Regions from separate parts of the Mus musculus genome. Here all the other regions are linked to region 1. The links are chromatin contacts, called in public promoter capture Hi-C maps. All regions are on one chromosome and are shown on one strand. The core of a region is the stretch at or near the end of the contact, and the rest is flanking DNA. Distances in the headings are between cores, read along the strand shown. Region 1 holds the start of Fam149a (family with sequence similarity 149, member A). Region 2 holds the start of Cfap97 (cilia and flagella associated protein 97). Region 3 overlaps Snx25 (sorting nexin 25). Region 4 holds the start of Ufsp2 (UFM1-specific peptidase 2). Region 5 has its middle 6.8 kb from the start of Slc25a4.

Region 1 (5,179 bases), core at 1,049-3,548:
TGGCTGTAAGAGACCCAGTGGCTTCCTTAGAAGGGTTTATTATGGGTGCAATTACAGATCATTTTTCCAAAGCAGTGTCTGCAAAAACAAAAGGGTCAATCACTCATCCACTGCCCCTTGTTTATGGGGCTAGCTTTTCAGAAAGCCACAGTCATTAGTTAACTAGCAGTGGGACCTTCCTCCATGGGCCTTCTCTCTTTCTGTCGCTTTCTCTACGGATTAAAGACAGTTGCTATCACCACTTGAATTTATAGCCAGCTGTTTAGAGCCAATGTGGCCACTGAATACTTTTCTAGAATCACAAGTAAAATACGATGATGGTGAAAAGCTCCTCTTTGCTTAAGCAATCCCCTAACAGTTTCCTAGGGTTATCATAACAAGTTGCCACGTCAGGATGGCTTCACGTAGCACACTTCTGCAGGCTACAAATCCTACACTGGGTATCTGCAAAGCTCGGATCCCCTGGAAACCTGGAAGTCAGGATTTTTCTCTCCCTCTACCACCTGAACAGTAGTTTTGAGACTGTCCACATATCTGTCACCACAGAGGTTAGGGTGTTTTCTCCCATGTCACTTTTCTTGCTCACAGTATACTGTCCCATTGGCTTAGGGTCCATGCAAATGACTTCATCAGAACTTAATTATATTATGGTCCTGTCACCCAGGTTTTTTGTCATATGGTTTCAGTTGAGGTCAACTATGATTCAGAAATATTACTGTAGGAATTATATGAGTCTGTGTATGTGTGCCTGTGTATATATATGTGTCTGTGTCTGTGTCTATGTCTGTGTCTGTGTCTGTGTGTGTGTCTGTGTCTGTGTCTGTGTCTGTGTCTGTGTCTGTGTGTCTGTGTCTGTGTGTCTGTGTGTCTGTGTCTGTGTCTGTGTCTGTGTCTGTGTCTGTGTCTGTGTCTGTGTCTGTGTCTGTGTCTGTGTCTGTGTCTGTGTCTGTGTCTGTATCTGTATCTGTATCTGTATCTGTATCTATATCTATATCTACATATAAAGAGAGAGTGTGTGTGTAAGGACAAGGGACCAGCCATTCACATAACATTTACTGCAAGCCTGAGGAGCTATGTGAAGTATCTGAATGCCCTGACATATGTTCCATAGCTTGGGGACCATCTGGCAAATTGCAGCACAGGGGAATGACAAGAACATGGCAAGTGGCAGTTGGCCAATGCCAGTCTGCTTCTGATAGCCTTTCATTGTCCTACAGTCGTCACAGCCTTTCTGGTCTGTCCCCAGCACCTCTGTCTCTAGGGTCCACCACTGCTGACCTGGGGTTGTCTGGCACTCACTCACCCTTCCCCTCATCCAGATCCTTCCTTCCAAGCTTTCCATGTTGACGACTGCATACTCTTCCTAGTCCCAGAATCTGATTAGATGGAGCCTTATTGCTCCAGAGCTCTCTCTCTCTCTTTCACCCTCTCTCTCCCCCTCCCCCTGCCCCTCCCCCTCTGCAGGTGCTGTGCTTTCTCCCAGGTGATGCTGACTGAGATGGTGGTCATGTGCTACACTTGTGTCTAAGGGCTTATCTCAGTCACAACCTGAGATAGATAAGTATCTGTTTTGTTTTGTTTTGTTTTGTTAGTTTTATTGTACTTCAAGAACACTGTATCTCCTTGTCTCTCAGTGCTAAATGAGTCTTGAAATTCTATAAAGGTGCTTCTGACATGTTTATTTGCCAGGTAGGATACACTAATGAGATCATGGGCCATTTTCAATATGATAGGTAGAAAATGAGCTGCCTATGGGAAAACATAAAGCTTGATGTTCCAATTATGTTACAGTTTGAAAAGAAACACCCTCCCAGGTTCATGCGCTAGAGGCTTGGTCTTCAGTTGGTAGTGTAGAGATCCCCTCATTAAAAGTGTTTTTAAATGTTGTCATAGTTACAACAAACGGAGATGCAAAGCTTACCAGAAGGTATAAAAATAACCATAGCTCAGCTCATACATATATAAAATCAAAGTAGGTGTAATGCCATTTGTTCCACATAAGATATCTTGACATCTTCAGTGATGGACAGAAAATAAATCTTGGGGTAAACAAAGTGGAGCCCATTTCAAGCATATTCCCTCAATTCACCTTCCTGCTCACCCTTCTCACATCAAAGATCATGATCATGAGCATGGTATATTTGAACTTGTCAAGTCGAATGAGTTCCAGAACATTCTGGAACCGATGGGTCCGCTTGCAGGGATTATGTTCAAGGTCCTAGTAGCTCCTGGGCAGCCTGAAGCTGTAAGGATGGTGGCGAAATTTGAGACTGTTTCTTTAAGGCAAGAGTCAAGGAGGGGAGCTGGTGTTTCTATTGTGGACACAGCCCAGCTACAGCCTGGAGTCCAATTAGCAGAGAGCTTAGCAGGGGTTTTGTTTAGCTTAGCAACCGCCTGTGCAGCCCCAGGGGCCAGCCAGAGAATCTCCAGCGAGTTTAGCCCATAATCCGTGCATCCAACACTAGTCCTCTCCTTGAGCTCTGTGCCCCTGGTCCCTTGAACATCTTACTACACTGTGGGACAGGAGGGATTTCTCTTTGCAGAGGGTAACCAGCCTCCCTCTGTCGCCTTTACATCTGTGGGTTCATTGGAGAGGGTCTGTCAGACCCATAAGGAACTAAACGCTGAAACAACGGATTCCTGTGGGTGGAAAAAAAGACCTAGAAGCCTCGAGGAAGCTGTGTGCCAGGACCCCAGGACCCTCTGCTCGTCCCCAGAGCCATCTGATCCAGATCGCTGCAGGGGGTGGTGGATGGAGCCCTGCAGACCAGCACCTGGTGTCCTTGACCTCCCGGCGACAGTCACAGTAACCTCTCCAGGACCAAGGCATGAAGGTCGCTGTGTTGGACCTGGGGTCTCTGTTTGCCAAGATCTTCAAGCTCTCAACAGCATCCCCGGCAGTCTCCAGCCACCCTGGAGGCGCGGCGGCCACAGGATCAGTAGACTCCGGCGCCAGCACGTCGCTTAGAGAGGCTGAGACCCTGACTTTGCTCCCATCTCTGCCTCCAGACACCGCGGCCTCACGGGAGCCCTTCACCCCGGTGCACACTCCGCTCCCTGCCTCGCACCCCAGGAGCTCCGCAGCTGCTCAAAGGGTAGAAGCAACAGGGTGTTCCGGATCTCTGCCCAGCAGCTCAGGAGCATCCATAGCACCGCCCTTAACCCCCTACAGTGGCTCTGCCGGCTCAGTGGCTTCAGTGACTTTACCCAGCCCAGGGGTTGACTGGGCGACCCTGCCTTCTGTCACCATCCCCTTGGGCAGCAACAGCGTCACAGCATCAAGTCCACGGAACCCTCGCCAGCTGCGAGCTCCTGGAGAGCGAGAGCCCAGTGTATGGATGGCCCCGGGTCCGGTTCCCAAAACTCTGTTTTTCACCTTGCCTGACATTGGCGAGGAATGGACCTCGGACAGCGACTCCCAGGATGACCCAGAAGGGTGAGTAGCAACAGTGTTGTCAACTTTGACTTCCACCCTCTGCCTGCCACAATCTCTTCCCGGGTTCACTCCGCCCACTCCCAGGCTTTCTGGTCATTTCCAACATAGACTATGAGAAACTTTCCCTTAACATCCTCACAGTAAACTTCTTGTTGATCAAGGGAGAAAAAGAGGGAAGGGACAGACTGTGTGCTAGGTCTCTGCTACCCGAAGCACTGAACCCTAGACAGTGAGCATGATTTTCACGAGTCTGTTTATTTTCAAGCACCTTTCTCTGCGACAGAATGCACCAGGTGTCCAGGCAACCCGCTCTACTGGAGAGCAGCAATGGTTAAGAAATGGCTGTGCTTCCACAGTTTGAGGATCAGATCCCAAGAGGAATGACTTTCCTTTACATGACACCTAGTTAATTTACATATGTATCACCTCATCTGTTACAAAGGAGACCTGTGATGCTTAGAATTACATCTCCCAGAGGTCTTGAGTTCTGTCTTGGGGCCCTGAGTTACTACAGAAACAATGACTGACTTCACCAGAACAGAATGGGAATTGGAGGCCACTTTTCTAAGCGGACACACACAAACACACACACACACACACACACACACACACACACACACACACACACACACACCATACACACACACCATATACTTACCCTTTGAAATCAACGCATTATCCTTACCAAATAACTCGAGACTCTAGAGTGACAGTGAATTCTACTTTTATCGAGAGCATGTTGCTAGATGTTTTAAAGTGTGTGCAAACTTATCCGCCCTTTTGAATGCTCATAGAAGAAAGTTGTTCATGGTATGGGTGCATCCTTGTCAGCACTGGAAGTTCCATAATAGTCAGTCAAATTAAGCTGTTTGTCAACCAGTTACCCTTTAATATGGAAAATCACTTACACTTGGAAAGCTGCTCTAGTTACCTAAGGAACTGGGCCTTTGTTAGTAGCAACTAGTCCTTAACATTTATACAATTAATGTTTCATGAGCAAACAGATCTTCACAGTGACCTTAAGCTCTAGGCTCAGCCCTTTTCTTTAGCAAATAGACATGAGAACAGGCAGAAGAGCCAGGAAGGGAAGAGGCATTCCTTGATCCGAGCACATAGTAGTTTCCTTTGTATTTTCCAAACCCTTTTTACTTTTAAATAACTCTGCAGTTGGTGTTATTTGCAGAAGCTAATCTGCATTAGCAAATGAACCCAATGTTACTGAAAAGTGAAAAAAAAATTAAGTTTCAGTTGCTTTCAGAACTAAAAATGCATCGAATGTTGTGTTTTTTCACAAGTCTTCCTGATGGTGTGTGCGTCTACACTTAAGAGCTGAAGACAAAGGTATTGACAGTGGCGGGCAGCAGACAAGCCTGAGCAGATAATTTTCTTTGTAGGTACAAAATCACCTCTTTCTTTTCATCACACCCATTTCTCTTCTCATTGAAAAGTAGACACAAAGAGAAATAGGCCGTAGTATTATATATTTCTCCTTTATGCTATTGGTAACATGGACTAAGTAAACATTATCAGAAAATGAATTTAAATTATGTCCTTGCCAGCTTACCTGTTGGTTAGGACAATTGCTCTTGGTCTGCTGGACTAATATTAAAACTGAACACTTAATTTTAAAGAGCCAGTGGACATGGTTAATGTGAAAATAGTGTGTGTGTGTGGGGGGGGGGGGACAAGTGACTAGAGAGAATGTGAACATATATTAAAATGAAAACATATCCAGGAGAGACA
Region 2 (5,012 bases), core at 1,559-4,058, 780 kb before region 1:
GTTAGGGCAGGATCCCCAGAATATTAGATAGCATTCTAGCCACTCACGTTAAAAAAAAAGTCAAAATACTCACTGAACAAATGGCAGGGACCTTTATAACCCAATTAGCTCCCCCTCCTTAAATGGTTTTTGTTTTGTTTTGTTTTGTTTTTGTAAGATAACTTATTGCTTATTGAAAACAATAAAGGCCTGAAATTACAGTTGGCTGTTTCCCTCCTCTATCATTTCTGGCTAATAACTTTGCAATTATAATGGTTTTTATGTTTCCTTAAATTTCAAAAGAACAGTTTGAAAGCACAACCTCAAGTATTATAATAAACCACATGTCATAGCTCAATGTAAGATAAATTCAGTAGGCCATGCTAATCTTTAAAGCACAGCAGTATAAAAATTGAAAAGTGCATGCCACATTTGAAGTAATGTTTCATGAAATTTATTTCTATCTTTATATATATTCCATATAGTAGTACTTGATATAAAACTTGTTTCTTACTGGGGGGGGTCTCATCAATGAGTTTGAAATGTCACTGATCTATGGAAATTCCAAATTGTTACTAAATGGTAATATAAGAGAAATGGATGGAAATTTAAATTGAGTAGTCCTGGAGTTTCAAGTGTTAAGGGCAATATTATCTCATCTAGGATAAGTACTTCCCAAATGGATAGACCCAGCACTAAATCAACCTAAAAATACATTGTACGAGCTCTAACGTAAATCTCTTGAAATTGAAGAATTTCATACTAGACAAAAAAAAAAATCACTAAATGATGAGATAGTTTGCAGAATCGTAGCCATAACCGAAAAGTCAGTTTAGGACCACTGAGATCACTGGGTCAGTAATGGTGCTTGCTACCAAGCCTGCCAGCCTGAGTTTGGTTCCTGGGACTTACAGGATGGAACAGGAGAACTAAGCCCTGGTCCTCCCAACCTCCACAAGTACTAATGAGTGTGTCCCCCAATAAGTTTATTAAAGAAAAAAGCAGTCATCATCGTAACAGAAGTTATTAATGGTTTGCTCAGAAACAGTAGTACATCTTGACTAACAGACATGTGACATCTTACTGAAGTGTATGCTTAGGTTTATTCAGAAGTAGGTTGGGTGAGATAGAAAAGCTTAAATAGTTCCAGTGCTCCAGTTGGGGGGAGGAGAGGGCGCTGGCGTGTGTTTGTAAACATGGTGCTGAGGTGGTGGATCCTTAAGGACTTGCTGGCCAGCCAGTCTTCTACTTGGTGAGTTCTAGGCCAAACAAGGCCATTTCTCAAAAGAGACGGTGAATGGCACCGGATGAAGGACACAGGAAATTGTACTGTGGTCTTCCACACTGATGCTGTCTCGTCTAATTAGTTTCTAGGGGTCCAAGAGCAGAACGGGAAGAGATTTGTCTAAAACTTTGCCTACGGGAGTCTCCTCACGAGACTGGCTAGCGTTGGACCCCTTATAGCGTGTGCTTATAAATCAACTACTAGTGAAGCCAAATTAAGAGGATCACCTGAGCTCTGGAGAAAGATGGAGAGAGGAGAGGATGGGGCGAGGAGGAGGTGGAGGTATAGCCACTCTTACCAGACTGGGCGCTCCAGAGGTCTTTCTTGTTCACCTTTATACATCCAGTGTCTAGAAAAAGACCTACAACAGTTGGGTTTATCCCACAAAGAGGTCTGGAGATTTAAGGCTCAGCCCAGGTTCTTACTCTGCCTCCTATGTAAACAGAATAAAACCATCATGTTTCCAGCGTATTTTGATAATGTCCCTCTCTCCGCTGGAGAGGTGGCCCACTGCCTAGTGTATGTCAAATTTCTGGTGTTTATAGTCAGAATTTCTATTGGGCAAGAGTGGCTGTACACACACAAACTTAAGTTCCAGGAAAACTTAGCGGACGATCTCCCTCATTAACGATTCTTTTGCCAAAATTTACATCAAGGTTGCTTCTAATTCAACTTACATTCGGGAATAGGCAAGAAAAATTGTAGCTTTATAGGATCGTTAAGATTATCTTACAACACACGGGAGAAGGATAAAAATCAAAGGATGGTTCATGAGACTCTAACAACCCTCTGGTGGATCGAGCCAGGTTGCTGTCAAAGCTACCTGGAAGTTACTTGGAGAGTGATGTTTTAGCTTATGCAGAACTAGCAGTAGAAATAACAGCGCTTTCCCAATACACCAGAAAGAATACTCGAATAACCTGTCATTAAAAACGGCATTTTGTACATTTGAGATAAGTCCTTATCTGTCGATATGGACACAATAGGGCACCAAATTAAGCATACAAAAATCTTGGCTCAAACTGAACACCTGGTTTTCAGGAGTCTGGGGCTTCTTCCAGGACCCCAGTCGGTTGCCTCTTCACACTCAGTGCCTCAGAGCTGTGGGTTCGGGTTCAAGCGCCCGGAGAGGGGCAGCCGTGGGCTCGGACCCCGACTCCACGCCTCCTCTCGCGTCCTGCGGGCCGGGCTATCGTTTTTTTTTTTTTTTTTTTTTTTTTAATAGCGGTTACCACGTCGCTCGCCCTGCGGGCTAGCGAGGCCGAGGTGGCGGCGCCTAGGGCTGAGGACAGCCTGTGTCCCCCCCACCGTGGAGGCTCGGCGGTACCCACCCCGGGTGCTCGCCTCCGTCGGGCACTGAACCGGGGAAACGGACCCCGAACGCAGGGGAGGGCCGTCTCGCCCGCTGGAGACCGACCGGATGCGGAAGCCCGAGCGCCGCTCACCTGCGAACTGTGGCCGCCACGGACTCTTGCGCCCCGCGGAGCGTTCGGGTTCTCGCTCGCTCTGCGCACGCGCAGCCACACCTCCACCGTTCTCCCTCCCCCGCGGTAGAAGCTAACGGAGACCGGCGCACGCCTGAGCGCGGGCGGAAGCTCCGGGGGTTGGACTCAGCGGAAGGGGAAAGGCGGGGCGAGCGCGGAGCCGAGTCTCTGCCGGCGAGGGTGAGGGCTGCGCTCCTGTCGTCCGTAGTTCCGGGAGACCCGGTCAAAGTGATCAGGCCGGCGCTGCAGGGGCGACAGCTTCTCGGCAGGACCTCGCGAGGTCTCGGAGGCTCATGGAAAGGAGGCCACCAAGGCCTCCCTGTTGTCCAGGGCATCACCTGCTCGCCTACCCACGACGCTGCGGTAGGTCTAGACGTCCGGGATGGTTTCCTAAAAAGACGCTGTAATCTTGTAATTCTGTAACAAGATGACAATAATAAAAATGGAGGACGACTGTGTGTTTTGTTCGATTTTATTTCAGCAAAACGCTGTTTACACGAACCAGTCCTGGTGGCGGATGCCATTGGTCTCAGCACTTGGGAGTAGAGGGAGAGGAATCCCTGTGTTCTACATAGTGACTTCCAGGCCAGCCAGGGCTATATCGTGAGGCCCGTGTCAAAGGAGGAAAAAATTTCAAATTCAAGCATAGTTAATATGCACCGGGGCAGGTAACCCATAAAGGATGGCCCTTCTGATGGTGAAGGTCCACTTTAAGCAATATAAAAAATGATCTCTATAGACGGTTGAGTGCCTTAATTTCTTGTTGACACATCTAAGGGTCAGGAATGGCAGTACACTCCTGATCTCTATCCTCTAATCACCAGAGTACACGAATATGTTACTTTATCTGGCACAAGAATTTAGCTGATGCAATTAAATTTACATTATCCAGGAGCTCATTGTGTAATCAGCCACTATAAATCCCTATAAAAGGGAGAGGCAAAAGCTTCCAAGCCAGTTAGTTGTAGGAGCTGGGACACAAAATAGTTGAGTGATGTGTGGAAGAGTCAATGAGCCAAAGAATGCATGCATCTCTGGAAGACTGAAAAGAGGGGAGAAGTGGCTTCTACCCCGAAAGAACTCAAATATGCCTGGATTTTAGATTTCTGACCTCCACAGCTCCCTAATCCAAATCAATGAGTTGTTTTATACATCTAACTTTGTAGTAATTTGTTACAGCCATAATAAGTTCTCAGCACTTAAATAAAGGTACTAAGGAAGCAAGCACAAACTTAACATTATATCCTAGGGACTACGAGTGTATTGTTTGTCAGAGCCATGACAGAATAGCTAACACAGTGAGGAAAGATGTGTTGACTCACATTTTGAGAGGGTTCAGTCCTTCATGGCACTACAGAGCAGCAGTTTGTGGAATTATAAGACTGGAGAATCTGGCCTACAGGAAGAGGCCAGGGCAAGGTATAATGCTAGAGATACCTCTAGTGACCTTCTTCCACCTAGGCGCCACCTCCTCCCTATCACCACCTGCTAATAATGCCAGCATATTATGAATCCATCAAGGGTCACTTCATTGATGAGATCAGAGCCCACATGATGTCTCTGGAAATGCCCTCCAGACACACCCAGAGGTGAGCTTCACTAAGTGTCTAGGTGTCTAATCGTGTGTGTGTGTGTGTGTGTGTGTGTGTGATCACAACCACAGCCATCAGACTCAAGAAAGGACTCTTATTTTGAACAATATATTTTATATTTTTGGGGTCCTGATTATTAACAAAGAGAAACTTTTTTTCTTCATTTTGTTGGCTCAAAGACAGTATTTCACTTAATTTTTAACTAATGAAAAAATATTCTGTCAGGGTAGATATAAAGTGTTTGAGTAGACATTTCTCCAAAGAAGATACAAATAGCCAACAACACAAGAAAACACAGGGACTTCACTAAAAATGATTTGAACGAAAATAACCTCTATATGCATGTATTTGAATACTTGGTCCTCAGTTGGTGGAACTGTTTGGGAAGGAGTAAGGTGTGCCTTGTTGGAAGTGTGGCACTAGGGGTGAGCTTTGGCAAAGATCTCAAAAGCCTTCTACTGCTCTGCCTCCTGCTTTTGGATTAAGAAGGGAGTTGTCATCTGTCCCTGCTGCCATGCCATGCCTTTGCACTGCTATCATGGACTCTGACCCTCTGAAACTGGGAACCCAACTAATTGCTCTATTTTATAAGTTGCCTTGGTCACGTTGCTTTGACACAGCAATAAAAAAGTCGCTTAAGACACTACCCATTAAGGAACTGCATATCAAAAT
Region 3 (5,363 bases), core at 57-2,556, 660 kb before region 1:
ATCTCAATTACTTTAAAATGTGCATATTTTTAAGAGCAGTGAATTAAAAAACATTTTGGTTAAAAGTCAATATGCAAAAAAAAAAATCTCATCATCTCTGGGAAACTGTATTACAATTCCCTGATTATTTAAAGAGTGTTCCCCAGCCCCACCCCACCCCCAACCCCAGTTAGCTTATTTCAAGCTTTGAATCTGGCTGTAGAGTCAGGCTGTCCCCTGAGGTTGGACACTGATAGAATAAGGGTAGGGTGGAAGTGGGAGTTTGGGGTCTGTACGTGAACCGACTACACTTTCCTGGGTTCGTGACCTGCTGTCTGCGATGTTGCCTGTCCCTCAGGAGGAGATAGAAGAGGACAGCGACCTGTCCGATTACGGGGATGATGTGGACGGGAAGAAGGATTCCTTGGCTGAACCGTGTTTCATGCTGATCGGGGAGATTTTCGAACTTCGAGGAAGTAAGTCTCTTTGATGGCAGTGGGATTTATTGATCATTGCTCTGCTTCCAGCATGTATTAAATGTATCTGTACTCATGTGTTCATGCATCCAAGATGCACTTTAAAGATGCTTCAGGTGTTACACTTCATCCTTGGTGCTGAAGGTACAGCCTTAGGACAGAGAGAACTTCTATATTCCTGAGACTTGGGTTCCTGCTGTACTCAGCATTGTGCTCCTCTGTGTTAAAACAGAGACAATGCTTTGAACTCTTTTCGTGTGGCTCAGTATAGTTTCATTGTCTCATCACCAGAACTTACTCAAAAAATGATTTGCATAGCCTGTGATTAAAGATGCAGTTTTGATGCCAGGGTAGTGTTTTGGATATATATCATATATTATAAATGTATAAGATGTATAATATATGAAGGCTGAGTGTAGAATAGTTTCAGTAACTAAAGTTATAGAGTAAATAAACTTTAGAAATGGAGGCTAGTTAAACTGCTTAAGAAATTAGTCAAATATTAAACTCTTTCAGATGAAAGATTTTTTAGCCTTGTTGTAATTTAGATTCTTCTAAAATGGTCGCTGATCTTTAACTTGATTCAGTTTCGTCAGAAAACAATAGTATTACACTCAGTCTTTCTTTCTTCAATGAAATCTTGTCCACAAATCTGTGCGTCTTCCCATTTGCCACAGAGGGTGAACAATGAGAATGCAGCGTCCTACCTGGTAGCTTCTTTCCCATAACCTCCAAGAGACGAAAACACTCTGTGTCTGCATCAGAGCCAGTCCCAGCCCTAGGAGGATGCTAAATGCTGGCATTTTAGCCTGCTCATCCTCCGCTGACCGTCTGCTCAGAGCATGTTTGGTTTTGTCAATGACATTTCCGAGAGGAATAAATAGAATGCCTTGATAACGAGACAGGATGCATTTGCCATCAGCAGACGCCTCGGGTGGCTGCTGCAGCGGCCACCGTGCTTTGAACAGACGTGCTTTAATAGGCGTCAAGGGGGCATTTGGGCAGGTGGGGGCTGGGAATGAGGAGACAGGGCAAGTTCTAGGTGAGGAGACCCAGTGATGGGAGGGAGCCCAGCAAACGTCTGCTGCTTCTTTGTGTTCGGTGTACAGAAGGACCTAGTAAGACACAGTTTTATTTTAAATCCTCAACTGTCAGGCAGTTGTGATCAGACCGGCTGGCTAAGAACTACCTCTCTCCTGACCTAGAAAGGCCAAGCAAAGCTATCGTCATGAACAGAAATGTTCATTCTAGCCCAAAGGCCAGCCTAAAATAAACACATCTACATACATCCCATACAGAGGCTCCAGGCATCTCTGAAGCATGGGTCTGAATCCAGACCCTAACTTTTATTTGGGGGTGGTTAGGTTTTTAACTAGGCATTGAGGCTCAGTCAGTAGTTAGGAATACCCTTACATACCTTGGTCTACTGCTGGGTCTATGCCAGTTGTTGCTCTTGTGTAATCACCCTTGGGAGAGGGCCTTTGGGAATTTATTCCTTTTAATTTTCCCTACTCGATCCAGAAGGCCTGAACTGTTGGCTCCATTGTTGCCAAGTCTGTGTTTATCATTGTGCTAGTAGCCAAACATTCAGGGGCTAGAGATGGAAATGTGGATTTTTAAAACTTTTATATTAAAATTTATGAATGTAAAAAATATCATTTTTTTCCTTTTTTTGTTTACATTAATATTCTACACCTGTAAAATGTCTCTATGTTAGTAATAAAAGTTATGACAGGTAGAACCCCTCATGCACAGAAAATACCCTTAGTGACTGTCTTAATCAGGGTTTCATTGCTGTGAAGAGAACCATGATCAGAGCAGCTCCTCTAAAGGGAAACATTTAATTGGGGCTGGCGTACAGGTCAGAGGCGCACTCTGTTATTATCCTGATGGGAAGCATGGTGGCACACAAGTAGACACGGTGCTGAGAAGGAGCTGAGAGTTCTATATCTTCATCTGTAGGCAGCAGGAAACTGTGTGTCACACTGCTTGAGCATAGGGTACCTCAAGCCTGCTTCCACAGTGATGTCCTTCCTCTAGCAAAGCCACGCCTTCTCCAACAAGCCACACATGGGTCTATGGGGGGTGGGGTGGGCATACCTATCAAACCCCACAGGGACAGAGTAACACAGGCCCACTTTAATCTCATCCTCTTCCAGATGAGGGGCCTGAGGTTCAGCAAGGTGATGTATGCCCAACTGCTCTGGAAGGTGTTGCAAGAAAATAATTCACATATTATTCAGGACTCTGGTTTTAAACTTCTCATCTCTTGCCCCCATTTAAGCACATGAGATATTACTGTACAGTGTGTTGAACAGACTAGAGCACTCCAAGGGAGCAGTCAGGGCATCACTTTATTCACATTTGCTAATGTCTGTCAACATTCGAATACAGACATTTCTCCTGAGGATCCTTTGTTAGAAAATTGGAAGCAGAAATGTACAACAGGAATTGCACTGTCTGCTGTGGTGACCAGCCATGCTATCAGCAGCCCAGGGCATGGCATGGGAAGTAAAGTATTATTTCAGCTCTTCTGTAGGCAGAAGAAAAAAGGCGGGGGGGGGGGGTCCTCTTAACTCTCACCTCTTCATTTGCCTACTGAAAAATGAAACCTTGGTCAGAGTTTCCTGAGCAGGAGTATGCTAACTCAGACCCAGTCTCCAGAAAGTGGGTCCTGTGATCAATACATAGATTCAGATGGAATCAAAGGACAAGATTGTTTGCCTTGTTGAGCTGTGAAACTGGGACACTTGTAATATCCTGAGATAAATGTTTTCTTCTGTCTTATATTTTAGTGTTTAAATGGGTGCGAAGAACATTAATCGCTCTTGTTCAGGTCACGTTTGGAAGAACCATCAACAAGTGAGTTGTTCCAAATTACCATTACCCTTTGTCTGAATATTGAATTGCCTTACAGTACGGCAGCTTTATGGACAGATTTAAGTAGAAATGTCCTTCGTTTGTCTTTTGATCCTGATACAATGCTGAGCCGGTGAGGAAGCACATGCATGGTGAACAGATGACAGACATTTGAGCTAGTTCCAGCATTCACTTTGAGAGTCGCAGTAGCATGTCAATTCTTCATGTGTGGAGGGCTGGCTCTAAACTGCACCGCAGTATCCATTCATATAATACATTTGCATAAGCAATCTCCTATAGGACAGTTTGGAGCCGTCCATAAAGTGTTCCACATTTGGCGTTCACTCGCAAAGCTCTGGTCTGCATGAGAACTCAATGGTCAGCCAGCATTACTTCCTAAGAAGCTATTGATGTTGCTCACAGCTGGGAGCGCACGCCTTCCACAGCCGTCAGAGGTAGCTTCAGAGATCAGCACGGCTCCCATCTCAGAGGCTGGAGATAAATGAAGAGATGGCAGGGTGGCTTCCCGAGCTCGCCCTGTGCTGTTCTGTAGAGCTAACCTGGCTTCTTGTCCAGTGGCCTCGCCCTGTTCATGTTATCTCTGTGCTACCACTGTCAGGTGCTTTAACTATCCAAAATAAAATAACTTCAAGAGGTTATCATTAGGGTTTCTGCAGAATAGAGGTGTGAGTGAATGTCTAAACATTTACAAAGTAAACCAGTTTGTATACAGTAAAGAAAGTTTTGAGGTGAAAGTATTGGTTTTCCAAGAGAATAATTTACTGTTGAGCATTGGTGAGATGTTAATGACAGTTGTATTGTGTAAGCTTGTACAGTTCTTTCAGGAAATACTATAACAAGAGCTTATTTTTTTTGTTGATTTATACCTATTCCTGGTGGTCACAGCAAACATTTACTTCTGTTTTATTTCTAAATTTAAGAAAAAAATAGTTCAGGTTGTCTGTCAGAGGCTTGCTTATTTAATTTCATGTCCTTGGATTGGAAGAAGAGCCCATTTAGTGCATTTTTTTTTTTATCTTGGGAAAACGTGACTAGAATCAACAGGCTTTAGATAAAGAAATCCCCAGTGTCCTCGTGCCCTCATACTTGAGCTTGTGAATGTATTTTCCTTGTCAGTTTCAACCAGTCATGTGCTCTTCCATGTTCCTCTGCTGACAGTGGCTCCTGCTTACAAAATGAGCAGCTGGGAGTGGCGAGTTATTGCCTGGAGCCTGAGGAGCCTCTTGCAGGAGAGGGGTTGATCATGCCAGTGGGCCTGCTGCATGGCAGGGACTGTAGAACCTCTGGCACATGCTGTTTGCCACCCACGGACGCCAGTACATCATAAAATTCAAGTCATGGTGTTTGTCAGCCTCTTGTCTTAAGACCACCTTGGTCTCACAGGCTTTATTTGCTCCAAAAGCTTTTGGCTGATCAAAAGAAAAGACTTAGGCACCGATCTTTCCTAAGAGTTGCCTGATGTTCAGTCACGGATTGAAATTTCTTCATGGAGTGCGAGTAGTTAACCCAAAACGAAACTACAGAAACCAAAGTGTGCTGTTGCCAGCATAGAGAGCTTTAGTTTTCTCAGGAAAGCAGACAGGAGGTTGGCCATTACTTTTAAGACATAAGTCCTTTTAGACAGATAAGTGGTTTTCTTTGTCTAGATTTGAATTGCACCATATTTGGTCGTGTTTAGTTTTTCACTGTGAAACAGGTAACGTCTCAGTTTGACTCAGAGTTTAGTCCTTTTTCAAAATTAATTGACCGCTGTGTATGAAGTGATCTGAACACCCACTCAGAGGGAGATGTCACAAACCCTTGTTTACTCTTAAAAATCTGACTGAGACATCGGGCTCCTGCAGAGCTCTCCGACTCCTGTTGGGATTAGTTAACATTTGTGATCCCTTGTGCTTCTGGGCCTGGTAACCTAGGGCGATCCTTTTCCTTTCCAGCCTGACAGCTCCGTCTGGGCCCTTTGAACTGTGTTGACTTGTCTGTTGCTACGGGAATGGTTAAAGGTTGATCTGTGTAGGACCGTAGAGAAGT
Region 4 (5,443 bases), core at 2,053-4,552, 590 kb before region 1:
ACATGAAATTGTCAGTGGTAAAAAACTAGTTGAAGAACATGACCAGAAGGGGATGGAGAGGTGGCACTGACGGCTCTTCCAGAGGTCCTGAGTTCAATTCCCAGAAACCACATGGTGGCTCACAAACACCTGTAGTGGGATCTGATGCCCTCTTCTGGTGTGTCTGAAGACAGCTACAGTGTACTCAGAAACCTAACATAAATAAGTAATTCTTTTTCTTTTTTTCTTTTTTTGGTTTTTCAAGACAGGGTTTCTCTGTGTAGCCCTGGCTGTCCTGGAACTCACTCTGTAGACCAGGCTGGCCTCGAACTCAGAAATCTGCCTGCCTCTGCCTCTGTGCTGGGATTAAAGGTGTGCGTCACCATGCCCAGCCCAAATAAATAATTCTTAAAACAACAACAAAAGAAAACATGTCAAGAACACTGAGCTTAACACACGGAGAGACTGTGGCTAAGCCAGCGGGAGGAAAGGAGCTACCGATGGTGACACGCTGGAAGAACTCATCATTGGCAAGGCTCAACAGTGATTTCACATTTAGAAAATACACCAGGATTAGATACAGGGATGTGAACCAAACTGCAGCAGTGAGAACACCACAGAGCTAGAGAGTGTGCGAGACAGAATTTATTTGGCTTAGACAATGGTCGCCACTGACAGAGAGAGATAAAAAGCATCTGCAAAATGGAAGCGACTAGCAGTTCTTAGCTGGGATCCATGTTGAGTTTCAGGTAGCAAATGATACATATAACAAAAGAGCTGTCTCATAATGTGTTTGTATGTGTTTGGGGGAGGTGGATTCTTGAGGAAAGTTTTCAAAGATTTTATCAAGTTCTTAAACTATGACTTGAACACTTAAGGACTACATGACCCAAGAATCCATGGTGCTTTGACTGAGAATGGCCCCCAGAGGCTCATATTGAAATTCTTGGTCCTGAGCTGGTGGAACTGTTTGGGAAGGATAAGAGGTGTGCCATAGAGGCTGGCTTCGGGCTTCAGACGCCTCCCACCATTCCCACGATGCTCTCTGCCTCCTGCTTGCAGATCAAGATGTGAGCTCTCATATGCTGCTCCAGAGGCTTCACCAAGTCATGGCTTTGCTTCGTCACCATAGGCACTAATGATAGAACCATAGGCACTAACTCCAGAACCATAAGGCCAACTAAACTCTTGGTCATGTGCACGGTGTCTTATTACAGCAACCCAAAAGACACTAACAGAAGAACCCTGTGGCGGTTTGTATATGCTTAGCCCAGGGAGTGGCACTATTAGAAAGTGTGGCCCTGCTGGAGTAGGTGTGTCACTGTGGGTGTGGGCTTTAAGACCCTTGTCCTAGCTGCCTGGGAGCCAGTCTTCTAGCAGCCTTCAGATGGATGTAGAACTCTCAGCGACTCCTGCACCATGCCTGTCTGGATGCTGCCATGTTTCCGCCTTGATAATGGACTGAACCTCTGAACCTGTAAGCCAGCCTCAATGAAATGTTGTCCTTATAAGAGTTGCCTCGGTCATGGTGCCTGTTCACAGCAATGAATCCCTCAGACAAACCCTATTCTGGAACAAGTGAGCTAGAACTGACTCCTAAGGCTTCAAATGACTGAACCTTGGGCATATATTACCTTTGATTGTCAGAACATTATGAAGTAGGTGCCGGTGCAGTTTTTTATTTTGTAAATTTCTTGTCACATCTCTGCAAGAGTGACAGCTTTTATGTAACCTGTTCAAAGACTACACCATGTCCCAATTTCACTCCATTAACTTCATTCTAAGCGAACAACAAAAAGTTTAATAATGCTGTCCATTCATTCTGTTGTTTATCATAAAAAACTAAACCCCTCAAAACTGGAAAATACTGTGAGAACTACCAGTGAGAAGTTTGATAAATTTAGAACAACATTACCATTTGAGTAAGAAAAATACTTACATAAACTGAAGATTGAAAAGACAAGCAAAAAACCCTGTCTTGAAAAAAAAAAAGAAAGAAAGAAAGAAAGAAAGAAAAAGAAAAAAGAAAGAAAGAAAAGAAAGAAAAAAGAAAAGACAAGCAAGAGTAAGGTTTAACTCGGGTACTTATACAATAAGATTTCTGCTTAACATAATCAGTCACGCCTATTCTTTTCTGTAAAAAATGGGGAAAAGATATGGTACTTCAACCAGGGTTGTTATGACAATTCTTTAAGCAATCATATGTGAAAGCGCCAGGGTCTCTTTAGGCTTTTAAAGCAAGATACTCTATGAAGATGTAATATTTAAGCTGAAATTCGAAGGGCAGGTAAGTAGCCCATAAAAGAAGCCTTAAATTTTCCAAGGTAAAGAGGTATTCTTATGTGTGTAAGCCCATTCTAAGCACAGTGGCCAATTGGTGAAGGTTCGCTTAATTGAAACAACATGTAGGAAGGCTGATGTATACGATTGTAAGCCCAACACTTGGGAGGTAGAGGCAGGAAGGTCTGGATTTCAAAGTCATTCCTGACTGTGTAGCCAGTTCAAGGACAGCCTGGGTTTTGTGAGGCTCTGTCCTAAAACCAAAGCAAAAGATCACTTAGACTATGACCCATGGACGGACAGCAAGGACAAAGCTCAAGGACGGTAAAGAAGGTTTTAATACAGCCAGCCAGAAGTAGAACCCAGACTTGATTATTGACTTTGTTCTTGAGATGAGGCAAGTTTGTCAAGGGTTTGGTGGGCACAAGGAGGGGTGAGCTGGGTTATCGAATGGGAATTCTGAAGGAAGAGTGCGGGGAGAACAGGAAATGATGAGCCGGCTCTGTAACTGCTGAGTTTGAATGATTTATTTAAGTGGAAGCAGTTGACTAGACTTATGAATTGGGTTCGGAGAGAAAGCTCAGGGTGTAAGCTGAAGATTATCATCTGCGGTACAGATGGCAGGACTTAGCTGAGCTAGGAGAAGGGGGAAGCTGGAGAGTTCTGTGCCACGTAAGCGAAGGGAGAAGACTATTTTAAGGAAGTTAGGTCTATCTTTTCAAAACCAAAAGTTCTTTTAGCTAGCTTCTAAATACGACAAATAGTGCCTTACTGTCAAGATGCACTGACTGACCCGGAGAGTCGCATGACCCGGTGCTGCTGGTGACCAGATCACCCAAGAGATCCAAGTGAGGATAGTTTGTACCGCGACTTTTGGCCTCTCAGGAGCAGCTCCTTTTAGGGGCCTGGAGCCATTCTCCTAACGGTTGACGAAGTCCTAGGGGTAAATACGGGGAGGTCACTGACAACCAGAATCACTTACCAAGCACCACTGGCGATGGCAAGAACACCTACTTCGTGCAAGCAAGGGTCGTCCCGGAAGTGACGTCACGCCCGCCGACTGCGGGGCTCCGACAGGTGACTACAACTCCCAGAATGCTTCGCGTCAACCATCACGGAGCGTACCACAGGGAAACTATTCGCCGATGGCGGGGAAACAGAAGGCTTAGTTTCGAGAGATTTTATTGGCTGAGACTTACGTATTCTATGGCCTTTCTTCCGTTTTCGTGGACGCGCCGTGCGGGTTCGAACGTTCCGAGGGCCTACAGTAGCACGTTGGGAAAGGGTTCTCCCGTTCCCACGGCAACGCGGCCTAACATGCGCCAGCGGCAGCTTGCGGAACTGTGCGGCGCGCGCCTCTGCTGCTGCGCTCTAGGCTGGAGCCCCGGCCAAGCGCGTGGCCTCGAGCTCTTCGGGCTCTGCTGTGGAGTGATCCCCGACCGGAGCAGGGTCCATCTGATTCTGGTTGTGGGATTAGGTGTCTTTTGGAGAGGTGACTCGGCCTCGCAGACATGGGTTTTCCTTAGCTACCTGCCTACTTCAAGCTACCTTTCCTTAGAGGGAATAACTTAGACAATCAGTCCATTTATTTTCTGCAGTTTCTCCCTTTTAGCCAAACTTTTTTTTTTTTTTTCCTGGCGTAGAAAAGAATTTATTGAGTAAATTGCAAGGATGCAGTGGACAGGGCTGTAACAGAGGAACCTTCTTAGCCAAACTTTTTGAAGGGAACTTGCCATATTCTACTTGGGTAGAATCCCACGATTTTCGTGTCTACGTGATTATAAACCAAAATTTATGCCTTTTAAAGTCTGTTTTCCTACTTCTACCTGACCAGAAGGAGAGGGTTGCAAAAAACATTGCGTAAATGTGTGAATGAATACTTTGTAAGTTTTACTTAAAGAGTTTATTGTAGGGACAAAGTTGAAGGCATTGGCCGCAAGCGCTGGGGCGACAATGGTAAAAAACTAAAGGGGTTTTGTCGTTCAAGCCGCTCCGGAGGTTAGGGCAGAGGTTCCCTGATTCCAGGAGTTCCATTCCAGTCTGGGCAGCGTTGCCTCAAGAATGTGGTGAAGGAGATTGAAACTCAGTTCATGGTTCCTAGCTGTCAGTTCACTGGGGAAAATAAAGGGTGCCAAACCACGGATATAAGATGACTGTTAATGAAGCTTGGGAAGGTGTTAAAGCGGAGAATCTCCAGGAGAAGAGACCAACTCCATGACTGTCCAATTAAAGCAAGCTGTGTGTTGGGGTGTGCCCGTACTAGCCTGCTGGCTGTCTCACTCTGAGAGCACCCCTTGCGGCAGCCTCATTAGGTCCTTTTTACACGAGAGAGAGAGAGAGAGAGAGAGAGAGAGAGAGAGAGAGAGAGAGAGAGAGAGAGAGAGATCGTTCACCGGACTGAGAGAGTTGGCTGTTATACATTGTAAAAACAAAACCAAAGAACAATGTGAAAGGGAAGGAACAAGGTCATGTTCCTACATCATGTGAATCGGGTAGCAAGTTTAGTGTTGGTTGAAAGACATTTTGCAGTTTACATCCTATCTAAGAAACAGGGATCAGTCCTTAATTACAAGGAGAAATCTCAACTTGGAAGCACTTAACGCAGGACAAACAGGAACGTATTCTTTAACTACAAATAGAAACCGTAGCCTGTACAGGATGAACAGGAGCTTAGTCTTAACTGTCTTAACTGGAAACAAAAACTTTAACCTGCAAAGTATATTGTTCCTAGTTTGGTCTCACAAAAGCTATGCACAAGCCTATCTGATGGGGCTTGTGCGGGTACGTAAAAGAAGTCAACCAACCAACCAATCCAGAGACTTAAAATAATGGCAAATAAATAGTTTGATATTTAATAATCATTCTTTTCTTTAAAATTAATTTCCTGTAGTTTTCAGTGTAAAGTAGGATTTTGCTGCAAAAGAAGATCTAAGAACCTTTGTGAAGTTACCACCCCAAGGAGCAATCATGCCGATAGAAGGTGGGAAAACAGATATGGAGAGGATTGGCCTCTTCAGTGAGATGGAATACATCACTGTGGGCGACAAATATGTGTCACCATTTAATCGTGAGTATCTTTGGTATTTTAAAATACTTGAATAGCATATATTTCCAATACAAAGATTTTGATTACATACATATTGTCTTAGTTAGGGTTTTACTGCTGTGAACAGACACCATGACC
Region 5 (4,783 bases), core at 1,900-4,399, 830 kb before region 1:
GTCTTGAGTATATGAACAAACAAGAGACCATACTGAAGATAGCAAGAAACTTCACAAGATTAAAGCGTTGGTTTTTTTTTTTTTTTTGGTTAAAAAAAAAACCTCTGATATTGTGTGTTAAGCATTTGTTTATAATAACAGGAATATAATGTTTTACATGAAACACTAAACAGTGGAGGAACCAGTTCAAAATGTACTTGGAAAATCAGTCAAGTGAGATCTAGGTGGCTTCTCTCACAGGGCTGCAGGTCTGCAAAGCCAGGAGCTGTTAGCTGGAAAGGTGCTATTGTAAGATCAACCATGCATAAATTCTAGATATACTTGTCTTGGATAAAGCAAGGAGGGGTCCTGAGATCCGTGAGAAAAAGGAAGCTGTATGCCCATCTTGAGGAAGTGCAAGGTCTACCAGTATTAGGGTGAGTTGGCATCTAGGGCTGGATGGCGTCCATGCTACCTTGTCTCAAGCAACCCATGCCAGCCTGACTCAGTTTCCACAGAAGGCCTCCTGAGAGCAGTTTCTTTCGTGACCGTTCTTAGGATTCAGGGTCTCCCCTGCCTCTCCCTTGTCCCAGCTAATAATTATGAATTCTCTTAACAGGATCTTTCTTTCTCTCTCTTTTTTTTCATAAACATTTTTTAAGACATTGAGAATAGAAGTTTTGGAAGCTGGAGAGATGGTTTAGCATTTAAGAGCATATAGCCAGGCAGTGGTGGTACACACTTTTAATTCCAGACTTCAGGAGGCAGAAGCAGATGGCTCTCTGAGTCCAAGGCCAGCCTCATCTAGAAAGTGAGTTCTAGGACATTCAGGACTACACAGAAAACCCTGCCTCAAAAAACAAGCAAGCAAGCAAGCAAGCAAAGAAACAAACAAAAGAAAGCAAAGAAGAGAAAAGAAAAGCACATATACTGCTCTTCCAAGAGGATCAAAGTGTGTTTCACAGCACCAATGTCAGGAAGCTTACATCTATTCATAACTACAACTCCAGGAGATCTGACATCATCTTCTGGCCTCCAAGGGCAACTGCACTCAGATATGCACATACTGAAATGTGACACACACACACACACACACACACACACACACACACACACACACACCATACACAATTGAAAGCTAAAGCCATTACTACTGAGGGGATCATAGAGATAATTCAGTGGTTAGGGGAGTTTGCTGCTCTTTCAGAGGATCTGGATTTGGTTTCTAGCATCCACAGTGAGTGGTTCACAACCTCCTATAATTCCAGTTCCAGGAGATCTGATATCCTGTTCTGGTCTTGAAACACACACACACACACACAGAGAGAGAGAGAGAGAGAGAGAGAGAGAGAGAGAGAGAGAGAGAGAGAGAGAGAGATAGTTTGTATATGTTTGGGCCAGGGAGTGACACTATTAGGAAGTGTAGCCTTGTTGGAGTAGGTGTGTCACTGAGGGCATGGGCTTTAATACTCTTGTCCTAGCTGTCTGGAAGTCAGTCTTTTTCTAGCAGCCTTCAGATGAAGATGTAGAACTCTCAGCAGCTCCTGCACCATACCTACATGGATGCTGCCATGTTCCATCTTGATGAAGATGGACTGAACCTCCAAATCTGTAAGCCAGCCCCAAATTAAATGTTGTCCTTATGAGAGTTGCCTTGGTCATGTAGTCTGTTCACAGTAGTAAAACCCTAACTAAGACACACACACACACACACACACACACACACACACACACACACACGGCATATACACACAGAGACACATAGATTAAAATAAATCAAAAACACAAGTTGTTGCTGTATCACAGTGAAGACCATCCCAAAACACAACCACAACTTCTATGTGGATTCATGTCCCGTCCCCTGGCTCAGCCTTTCAGGCAGTATGGCTGGTGCATCCCTCCTATGGCTTCCTTCCCAGGCAGTGACAACCTTCTGAATTCTGCATCATCAGTGCCCTGCAGAGCATTTGGGGACCAGAAGCAACAGTCAATAATGCTGATAGGAAGGTGAAAAGGGGGACCTGATTTGTGCCATTTTAATTCTGATGGAGAAAAGCAAAAGAGAAATGACTACAGGAGGAGGTAGAGAGTGAACCATTTCTACAGCTATAAGGGAGGAAAAAGGCAGGGGGTGGTGAGATGGCTCAGCTGTTAAAAGTAGTTACTGCTCTTCCAGAGGACCTGAGTTCAATTCCCAGCAATTCCATCAGGCAGCTTATACTACCTGTAGCTCTAGTTGCTGCACACATTTGGTACCCATCACCTCTTGCTGCCAAACACACAAAAACAAAAATTAAAAATAAACATGAAAAAAGATGCTTACTGTAGTTTCAATGGAAGCATTTTGGTTGATTCTATTTTCTAAGTCCTGTATTGTCATGGGGGGCATGTCTTCTAATAGGGACTTTACCTATAGACAATTATAGAAAACTCTCATTATGTTTTATGATGCATATTGTAGCTTGAAATCATGAAGCTACTCTCAGCAAGAATCATGGGAAGGTGTTTATTCTCTTGTTGTGTCTAGAGCAGTGTGGCATGTGACTGTGTCTAGTACCTAGCATTGGTCTGCACTCAACAACTCACACATAGTCCTATACAGTCAAAGCATATTTTGGGTGTTGAAGAACCTAGTCAGTAAAAGTGCTTGCCTTGCAATTGTGGCCCGAGTTTGACTCCCAGATGTGTGTTTAAAAAAGAAAAAAGAAAAAAAAGAAAAGGCAGGTAGGCATGGAAAACCTGGACACCAAGAGACCCTTACAAAAGAGAAAAAAAAGGTAGGTGCACCCGAGGAACGAACGTCACCCAAGTTGTCCTCTGTGCACATGCACGAATGCATAAATGCATAAATAAACAAACAAACAAATAAATCTAATTTGCTTTATGCCAAATTGAGCGCGTAGGAAGTTCTGTGCAGCTGGAAAGTCACAGTGGCTCACAGGTATTGTGCTAGCAATTGGCTTTTCTTTATTTGGTGGATCTTTGCTGTTCTCAGTTCCCAAAGACAGCTCAATACTTGATTGTCTTTTCTACAGAGCTTGCTGCCGCTGCCCGACCTCCAGGACATCATGAGCATTAGAGAGCAGGGCCCCTGTCATATCTGGATGCTTTGTCCTGTTCTTAGGCTGGCAGAGGGCCACGGAGCACCGGGGCAGGCTGGGAGGGAGACACGTGTTCTGCCTCGCTCCATTCTCTCGCTGCTCTGTGTAAGCGATACCCGAGTCTTGTGATTCCAGGCTGCCCCTGCTCCGGAGGGCATCTGAGGCCTCTCTTTCCTGAGAAAATCCACATGGACAAGCTTGACACGGCTGGGCTTCCGTGGAAAGCCTCTTGATTCCAGCTATGCTCCTCCTACTACATGGGGTGGGGTGGGGTGGGAGCGGAGGGAGGAGAAACGTGCTCCTACTCAGAAAATAGCAAAAATTCTGATGAATGCAACGAAGATGACATGCTTCCTGAATTTACAATTAATTAATTAATTGATTAATTAAGGGGCTTATTTATATTCAGTTTAAATGTCCGTTAAATTTTTCCTAGTACTGTTTTAGTCCTAGAACAGCTTAATAGCAAAAAGTCCAGACATATCAGCTTTTTTAAATCTCTTGTTTGTAGTTCCCCCCAAAGAGCAACAAGAAGGAAATAAACCATAATTATAGATATTTCATTAATTTTAAGCCATTGCATAACTTAGTGTATGGCAAACTAGAATTAGTCTCTAATGACAAATAATAGGGGAAGGAGATACCTACTTAATAATTAATGTTGGACGCTGCAGAGATGGCTCAGCAGTTAGAAGCCTGGCTGCTCTTCCAGAGGACTCAGGTTCTGTTCCTAACACCGGTGTGGCAGCTCACAACTAGCTCCAGTTCCAGGGAGGTTCTGACACCCTTTTCTGGTTTCTTTGGGAACTGCATGCATGTGGTGCACAGAGATCCACCGATATATGTAAAAAATCAATATATCTTTTTTTAAAAATGATGCTGGGATATCCAAAATGCTATAGAGAACAGTGAAATTGGATCCATATATCCTTAGCATAATGCTTTTTCATTGTTTTTTAACTTACTATGAAGCTCTGACTAGCTTGGAATTTGCTATGTAGACCAGGCTGGCCTTTTAAACTTACAGAGAGACACACCTGCCTTTGCCTTCCAAATGCTGGCATTAAAGGTATGTGCCAGCAGGTATAAACATGTGTTAGATGTATTAACAATAACTGAAAATGTTTTTTTCCAGAGTAGAAGAAAATAGACTAATATACCTATGAGGAGTCAATAATCTGTTTACAGAAAAATTATTTTAGGGCTGGAGAGATGGCTCAGCAGTGAAGAGCACTGACTGCTCTTCCAAAGGTCTCGAGTTCAATTCCCAGCAACCACATGGCGGCTCACAGCCATCTGTAATGGAATCCAATGCCCTCTTCTGGTGTGTCTGAAGACAATGACAGTGTACTCATATACATAAAATAAATAAATCTTTTAAAAAGTTTTTTAAAAAGGAAAAAATATTTTATGCTAATATGCATAGTATAAATTTGTTTATAGCTACATAAAATAATACTAATAGAACAACATGATAGAACAAAAATTAAATAAGAAACAAAATTTAAAATTACTCAACATATTTATTGTCTCAAGTATATAGTTGTTAATATAAATGCTTTTGTGCCAGTGTTCAAGGAAGACTAAAAGTTTGCGCGCGCGCGCACGCACGCGCGCACACACACACACACACACACACACACACACGTATATAAATAAATAAAAGAAAGAAAAGAAAATCTGCCAAGTTAAAATGCATTCTA

What was found. Promoter capture Hi-C pulls out the DNA fragments that hold promoters and counts their contacts.
Region 2: a promoter capture Hi-C map of embryonic stem cells shows a contact between it and region 1, with 2.9 times the contacts expected there. The contact joins the promoter of Cfap97 here to the promoter of Fam149a in region 1. A contact is called at or near these places in 7 of 39 promoter capture datasets (the 3T3-L1 cell line, cranial neural crest, embryonic stem cells and 3 more), 1 of 484 Hi-C or Micro-C datasets (cortical neurons), 1 of 115 datasets of contacts at active chromatin or transcription factors (bone marrow-derived macrophages) and 1 of 9 other capture datasets (embryonic stem cells).
Region 3: a promoter capture Hi-C map of hippocampal neurons shows a contact between it and region 1, with 3 times the contacts expected there. The contact joins the enhancer-like site here to the promoter of Fam149a in region 1. A contact is called at or near these places in 7 of 39 promoter capture datasets (the 3T3-L1 cell line, cranial neural crest, embryonic stem cells and 3 more) and 1 of 9 other capture datasets (embryonic stem cells).
Region 4: a contact with region 1 is called in a promoter capture Hi-C map of liver, with 3 times the contacts expected there. The contact joins the promoter of Ufsp2 here to the promoter of Fam149a in region 1. A contact is called at or near these places in 16 of 39 promoter capture datasets (the 3T3-L1 cell line, 3T3-L1-derived adipocytes, cranial neural crest and 8 more), 1 of 484 Hi-C or Micro-C datasets (olfactory sensory neurons) and 5 of 115 datasets of contacts at active chromatin or transcription factors (bone marrow-derived macrophages, embryonic limb bud, embryonic stem cells and 2 more).
Region 5: a promoter capture Hi-C map of liver shows a contact between it and region 1, with 4 times the contacts expected there. The contact joins the enhancer-like site here to the promoter of Fam149a in region 1. A contact is called at or near these places in 4 of 39 promoter capture datasets (hippocampal neurons, liver and pre-B cells) and 1 of 484 Hi-C or Micro-C datasets (cortical neurons).

Annotation. Positions count from the first base shown.
Region 1 is chr8:45,379,410-45,384,588 of GRCm38.p6, reverse strand. It overlaps Fam149a (family with sequence similarity 149, member A), which reads left to right and starts at 2,298. Exons shown (of 14, transcript NM_153535.2): 1 at 2,298-3,436. The coding sequence starts at 2,829.
Region 2 is chr8:46,161,447-46,166,458 of GRCm38.p6, reverse strand. Cfap97 (cilia and flagella associated protein 97) reads right to left here and starts at 2,808. Exons shown (of 5, transcript NM_025747.4): 1 at 2,710-2,808.
Region 3 is chr8:46,036,409-46,041,771 of GRCm38.p6, reverse strand. Snx25 (sorting nexin 25) reads left to right here. Exons shown (of 19, transcript NM_001372342.1): 15 at 338-455; 16 at 3,251-3,317. Among named protein-coding and RNA genes, the nearest start is that of Lrp2bp, 28 kb to the right of the region's middle. Within about 2 kb of position 1,306, at least 14 of the 459 cell types and tissues checked have an H3K27ac peak or open chromatin away from gene starts, as enhancers often do. A contact at or near this core is called in hippocampal neurons, where this site is marked.
Region 4 is chr8:45,973,387-45,978,829 of GRCm38.p6, reverse strand. It overlaps Ufsp2 (UFM1-specific peptidase 2), which reads right to left and starts at 3,302. Exons shown (of 12, transcript NM_138668.2): 1 at 3,242-3,302. It overlaps 1700029J07Rik (RIKEN cDNA 1700029J07 gene), which reads left to right and starts at 3,578. Exons shown (of 7, transcript NM_001033148.3): 1 at 3,578-5,326. The coding sequence starts at 5,227.
Region 5 is chr8:46,215,452-46,220,234 of GRCm38.p6, reverse strand. No RefSeq gene overlaps it. Among named protein-coding and RNA genes, the nearest start is that of Slc25a4, 6.8 kb to the right of the region's middle. Within about 2 kb of position 3,149, at least 150 of the 459 cell types and tissues checked have an H3K27ac peak or open chromatin away from gene starts, as enhancers often do. A contact at or near this core is called in cortical neurons, hippocampal neurons and liver, where this site is marked.